Regions from separate parts of the Drosophila melanogaster genome. Here region 1 is linked to region 2. Evidence: chromatin contacts called from public Hi-C data. All regions are on one chromosome and are shown on one strand. The core of a region is the stretch at or near the end of the contact, and the rest is flanking DNA. Distances in the headings are between cores, read along the strand shown. Region 1 holds the start of CG34173. Region 2 holds the start of sNPF (short neuropeptide F precursor).

Region 1 (3,826 bases), core at 599-3,098, 2.0 Mb after region 2:
AATTAATTTTATTCAATTTGGCTAATTAGGCTTTTGGAATACACGACTGTTTAGCTTGATTTCATTTTTTTGACATTTATACATTTCCAATATCGAGTCAACCCTTAGCCATTCAGATATATTGTTAACAACATTTGTGAAATAAAATCTTTTTTAATGTTTTACTACTATGTAGGTAATCTAAAATTTAACCATAAATTAATATTTATAATTAAGCCTTTTCGTAAAATGTGTATTCAATGTGTCTAGTGGCAACGTACAAAAGTTGTAATATCATATCATATTTTTAAAATATTCAATGTTTCAAACTGTAGTAAATTTTTTCTTATTTGTGTACATAAATTAGTGGTCTTCGAACACTATGGTGCTACTCGTCACTATCTTTTTCCTACCAAGTTGCTAAGACTTCCCGATTAATACTGCAGGTATACTGCAGGTCGTTGCATACTTACAGGCAACGACATTAATATGGAAAATACAAGTAGCATTTTAGTACGAGGTTTAGTTTAATCATTTTCTTGTTAATTGCGCTGTTATGTTACTATTACTGCATTGTATGTATTCATCGCTTCTAAATACATTAATTAATTAATTAAAAAACAAATGGCATTTAATTGCGCTGTTCAACTACTTTAAATAGCACCCAGCGTCCACAATTTGTTGTTATACCCGTTAGTCGTAGAGTAAATGGGTATTCGCTAAAAAGTGTGTGATAGGCAGAAGGAAGCGTTTCCGACTAAATAAAGCACATGTATTCTTGATCAGGATCAATAGCCGAGTCGATCTGGTAATGTCCGTCTGTCCGTATGAGATTCAGCATACAGATTCTAGAGACAAGGACGCAGCGCAAGTTTGTCGACCCAGTTTGTCACGCCCACTCTAACGGCCTAAACACGCCAAAAACTGCCACGCCCACATTTTTAGGCAATTTTTAATTTTTTTCTCATTTTATTCCCCAATATCTATATCGATATCCCAGAAAAATGATGAAATTCGCGTTAGCACTTCCACTACCTGAGTAACTGATATCTGATAGTAGACGAACTTGACTTGAGATCGGTATACTCTCTTGTTTTAATTTGGGCAATCCGACCTAGAAATGACCGCCTGTTCTTATGAACTCCGAATTTTCGGTAACTTCAAAGGCTATCCGGTTGAGATTAAGCATGCAGACTGAAGTGGCGGCGCCCCAAGTTCACTTTAAAAGATCGTCACGTCCATAGAAACACCCCCAAACTGAGCAAATTTTCTGAAAATGTTTTGTTGTTTTTTATTATTATTTCTTATACCAATTTCACTTAATATGCTAAGCATATTTTCGGACACATTCTGTTAAAAATTTGTTATTGCTAAAAAAATGTATTTACAAGTCGATGATCTCAATTTTAGCGACATATTTTTTTGTTTTTATTTTTAATATAACACCTAATTGTTATTAGTTTATATTTAAATATTTTTAATATATATATTCGGCTTTATCTCAGTCAAAACGGAAGTACACAATCGCATCCTTGGTCTTGACTACGATAATTTCCTCACTATTATCGGAATAAAGCGGATAAGGGCACAGGTGACAGCGAACACTAATATATTAGCACGGACCTCATCTTTGGAGCGCTCCTCAATTCTAATCGGCTCAATGGACAGTGTGCGAAACATCTTGACTGCAGATGTACGCAGAGCTTTAGTTGCTATTTATCACCGTTTAACATACTTACATAGATTGCTTAACTAATTTAGAAGATTTTGTCTTTCTTCACTTATGTGTTGTGGTTGGGTAACCTATTCAAACGATTTAAATATAGAACATAGGCGGGAAAAAATCAGATTATTGACACAATCTCTGATAGATTATTCAATGACAGTCTGAGTGTTCTGGCGAAAAACTAAAGTTGTTTAGCTTATAGTACACATTATTTTTTGATTTTTTTCACCATTATGAGAGAATTTTGAGAAAAAGGACCTCAAAGTTGCAAAATAAAAAGTAGCAAATACCTAGGGCAATATTAACGTTATTCGTTAATCAATTACTGTTTGCGTGTTTTTTCGACTTTTGAAATCTACCCGGAGTCTGAAAGAACTAAATCTCACAGAAATTTTTTTGCAAGTTCTCCTTAAAGATTTCTTTAACTTTTGCGGAAAAGCCTGCGGAGCGCTTTCAGCCATTTGACCTAGGGATCCCCGCAGATGTTAAAGAAACACTAAACTTCTTTAATGCTCTTTACTTGGATGGATTATCGTTGTCATTGACAGCAGAATTGGCAAGGCCTTGCCTAAAAAGAGATCCTGTTCCTTGTTCTCCTTTGTAACTCAACGTTACGTAATACGTATCCAGATTTTTTTATATCAATGAACCTTGGCGAGTCATAACGACGGATAAGCTTCCATTACTTTCTATACATTATTTAAGGGAATATGTCTTAGTAGAGATATGGAGTAAAAAGCGAACAGGATGATAATTCCGACCGCCAGTTTGGTTTTAGGCACCACAGGATTTCCTGGACGTTCAGGAAGCTTTCATCCGTGGTTTGCCTGATGGCTTTCTTTATAAGTAACTGCTTATTTATAAATAGCTTAAAATTGGCCACAGCAGTTTCTTTTTTAAGGGAACACCATTCCATAATCACCACAGGCGCAGTATTTGGGTCTGATCCTGGACAAGCGGCTCGCCTGGAACAGATTACAATGAAAATCGCAGCTTTATGTCGGGCTAACTTAACTGGCTGCTTAAGCCAACTAGTAACCTTAACCATGGTGTAGACAAAAAGGACTTATACGTTTCCAAGCTCCTAAATCAGTCATAGCTTTTATTCTCATTCAATTAAAAATATTATATGTGGAATGATACGTTCTAATAAATATTCTTTAAATAAATTTAGAAATATTAAGTTGTATTGCACGTTAAGTGAAGTTAAGTCACGCTTTAAAAACTTAATGCATAAATAGATTGTGTGTTTGTATTGTTAGTAAAAATATCTGCGTATTTCGCTCAAATTGAACAAGTTCACATTTTTGTAAAAATAATAAACAAACAATAATCAAATATAAATACTCTTTTTGTTTCTGAAGCCTTCTTTTGTCTCCCGACCACAAAGCATCAAAGCGGTTTATCGGTTGCAATGCCGATGGAAACGCTGGACTGGGCCTAAGTCAAATACCGTGTTGTGGGCCCATTAGTCCGAGCAGATTCCGGTGCACATTATTTCTGGCCACGGCACGTGTTTGAACCGCAAACAGATTCATTTTTGCAGTACCGAGTCTCGTCCGATGAGGACAACGAAATATGAGTAGGCGGCTGCTACTAAGGGCAGTTTGCGCATTCCAAGTCTCGGTCCAGGATCCGTTGCTGGAGCTGGAGCCGGAGGCGGTGCCGGAGGAGCACTGCAATTCGTCCTCGGGGTCTTTTTGGTGTTAATAATAAATAAACGGACCGGCCGTGCAGCAGGAGTCCTGCCCGTGTTTTGGACACACTGTAGCGGATTTTAATGGACGAATGCGAGTGCAGCGGCGGAGTGGAGCTAAAACCCATAAGCCATACCCGGAGCACACCTTTTCCCAGGTGCATGTGTGACACCCGAACCCTTCCTACGTTTCTGCCTTGAAATACAGCATTTGCTCGTCCATCTTTTGATTTAGCACCGACATAAAAATGATTTATCAGTGACATTAAAATAATGCATACTGTGGCGCATTTTATGTGCGAATGGATTTTCGCGCCTTTTTGTTCTCGCACTATGAAGGGTGCGGGGCGAAGTGGTGGAGTCGCTGCAGTCGCATTTACCCCTTCCAAAAGTTGCCGCCCGACCAGAAGCAACCCGCGGCGAAA
Region 2 (3,425 bases), core at 439-2,938:
TATTTGAGATCTTGACGTTCATACGGACAGATGGACATGGCTAGAACGACTCGGCTATTGATCCTGATCAAGAATATATATACTTTATATAGTCGGAAACACTTTCTTCTGCCTGTTACATACTTTTCAAGGAATCTAGTATACCCTCTTACTCTACGAGTAACGAGTTTACAAATTTGAAGCTTCGTCAGATTTTTAAACTTTCAGCGCTAGTATTTGTTGACCTTATCATAATTCAGTTTACAATTAAAGGTGGAGTAGCTAGGCGATAAGATGTGGATAGCAACTACTTGGGTTTCGAATAGCTTTGCCGTTTGAATAGCTATTTCCACTTGTGTACCCGTCACTCGAAAAGTAAATTAGTTGAGAATTATTGTATATAAGCGGTACAAGAAAGCGTTTAATAGAATGTATATATGTACATATATATGTACTCCTGATCGGGAGTGTCCCTCCGATTAATTTTGTTCGCTATGCCAATAAAATGTTAAAACTAAAAACTAACGGGTATCTGCTAGTCGAGAAAATCCACGTAGCGCTCTTTATGGTTTCAAGTATAGTGAAGTGTCACGATTATTTGTTATTATTACTCAGTTATTGGCATATTCAACAAGAGAGAGAGAGATACTACAAGCATAAAGAGTACACTCTAATCTTTTAACATTTGAAATGCCGCTTAAGAAATATATTAAGCTTTATTGCAAGGCGCTAATAAGCCATATCCATTTTCGCTCGGACCAAATGACGCATATATAATGCTTACCGCATTTATAGGGCTCAACAAAATATTGTTTTTCCTGTTAAGCTATTTCATTGCTCATTAAGAGACAGCTTGTCAAAAGTGAAAAGTAAATACAGCTGCAAGATGAAATTCAAGAAGGGGAAATGCGGACAGGAGTAAGCAACCCGCATGGCAGATTACAAATATGAGCGAATAAAGGCCAAAATATCTGAATATCTATATCCTGCCTGACTTTAGCTTTCGCTATCCCAGCGTAGGCGCCGCCTACCAATATGCGTGCGTAGGTGACCAGCTCTACAACAACTTGGCCAATTCAGATTCCAGCGAATGGCAGGCAGCTAGCACAGCTTTAAATCAGTGCGCTGACGTCACTGCAACAACAACAGGATGGGGAACAAAAATGGAAGGAAGCTTAGCTTAGCGGAAGTCGACTATGGGATACTCTGTACTCATTATCATGCTGTGCAATACATATGAAGCGTATCTTCACAAATGGCTAGAAACTAAAAATACAAATGAATTTAACTTTAAGAACACAAATTGATTCTTCATTGCAAAAATTAAATATTCTTTAGATGGGATGATGGGATCCGATCACTCCTCAGAGTGCTCAAAATGGATTCAATGACTTAATGCCTTGATCAGTTAGTTATATGTATGCAAACATATATTCGCTTGAACAAACTGCTGGCCGATCGAAATACCTCCCACTTCAATTCACAAATGAGGGTATAAAATGCGTGGGCGGCAAAATGTTCTCCATTAGCGAGGACTCAAACCTCGGGTAGCCGGCTAGCAGGAAAAGCTTTTGATTGAAGAAGCAACAGGAGCAACCAGTTGAAGTTGAACTGCCTGCCACATGCCGACATCATCAACTTCGTTGGGTTTCGGGAGGAATTCGGCTTTTACGGCTGGCTATAAAGCAAGTCGTTTTCCTCGTGGCCGTTGCATTCGTTCGGCGCGCTTCGAAGGAATCTCAACTTACCACCAACCAATCAACCTTGAAACGGCTAACCGAACAGAGAGTTTCAAAAAACCCAGTTTTCAACTCAATTTTTTGTGATCTTGAGCCATCGTTTGGCCAGTTGCCAAACATTTAGTTAATTTTCAGTTGCAAAAAGCGTGGCATACATTTGCGTGCTCTCATTGGGCCAAATTCCAAACTTAATTGAAAAACTTTTTAAGGCACTTCTCCTTGAAATCCGGACATTGTGAAATGTAAAATCCAGTTAAAGCAGTGCTCGCATTCTAAAGAAAATCTTATACAGAAAAAGACAATTCGTTTGAATAAGTAAATAAAGTTTCCACTTTAAATTTCAAAATAAATTTGCGTGAACGCGATTTGTTATATTGAAGTGCAGGTAAGTTAAAAAGGCTAATAGTACATAATTAAAAAAATTGATTTTTGAAGTTTTATCCAAATTACGGCGAATAATATATGTTTACTACACTTAAACATTTCACTTCCTGCTTAAAGCTTTTCTCAAAAACATTTTCAGAAGAATTTCAAAACTCTTGTGGTACTTAATTTTAATGAACGCCACTTTGTTACCATGGTCGTATGTGATACACATATAAATTTCTTTCCGACAAAACGGAATCTTTTATATATTAAGTCAGTAGTCACCATGAATCATGTTCGCTTTTTGTACAATCGATGTACGCTTAATGTCAACAAAGGACCCTCGTCACCCGTATCAAAACGTCATCAGCTACTTTGTTAAACAAAACTCATAGAATATCAATAATTGTCAATCAACTTTTTTCGACTGTGTTGTTCAAGTCTGGCATAAAACCTTCTTACAACTCTTTGGGTCAGTGTAAGAAACAAGGCTTTCATCGAGCTATTTTGTTGACCTTTTCTACAGACCCCATTAGTTACTTTACTCGAACGGGTTATTAAACATAAACTACGAATTTTACTAAGAGATGTGGGAAGGCTAAAAAAAATAAGAAGACTCCAGGTAGGCAACATTTCGCCATTATCAAAAAAGCAGGCAAGCCAAACAACAAATTAAGATTGCTTTTACTTGATAGATCCAAATTTTAGGCATTGTGGGTATGCTGCAGCATGGCGATAACTTTCATGACATATGGCTAACAAAAAGCGGAAACGGAAGAGAAAGAAGCGGATGAAATTGCAAGACTGGAGCACGCCCCTTGTAGATGATAATCTGTTGGTAAAAATAAGTGCCCTAACAACATCTGTAAGCCGCTTGATAAATATCATTTCAAAAGTATTATCCGTGACATTTGTAACTATTTAAAGACAAACGAACTGGTGTTGAAATACGCAAGTAATTATAAAATAACGTGATCAAAGAGATACATTGCTTTACATTGCGTAACTAGCATGTAAACATTTAAATTGCGTGCGAATTAATGAATCGGATCCAGATTATGGAATATTTACAAAGTGAATTAAATGTGGACGCATTTTCATTAATTACTTATTTATTGGCTGCATTTTTAAGTCAAATATATTTTATGCTCCACCCAAAACTTTATACGATTAAGACTGTGAGTTGACTAAAATAGTTTCCACGCAGGACATTCCTTTGTGCAAAACAAACAACTCGAATTGTCCCGAAACTTTTTCATTCACTATGCAAACTTAGTGTTTTTCCTTCTTCAACTGGCTGTCCTTTTGGGCTGATATGTTGCTTAGCTGCTTCTTAATTTT

The links. A called contact is a pair of places that touch in the nucleus more often than the background predicts.
Region 1: a Hi-C map of the Kc167 cell line shows a contact between it and region 2, with 2.9 times the contacts expected there. A contact is called at or near these places in 2 of 107 Hi-C or Micro-C datasets (the Kc167 cell line and pupal leg imaginal disc).

The regions. Positions count from the first base shown.
Region 1 is chr2L:22,052,454-22,056,279 of dm6, forward strand. It overlaps CG34173, which reads right to left and starts at 1,849. Exons shown (of 2, transcript NM_001103717.2): 1 at 1,719-1,849; 2 at 1,381-1,664. The coding sequence starts at 1,659. The coding sequence ends at 1,522.
Region 2 is chr2L:20,026,227-20,029,651 of dm6, forward strand. It overlaps sNPF (short neuropeptide F precursor), which reads left to right and starts at 1,689. Exons shown (of 5, transcript NM_165316.2): 1 at 1,689-2,103.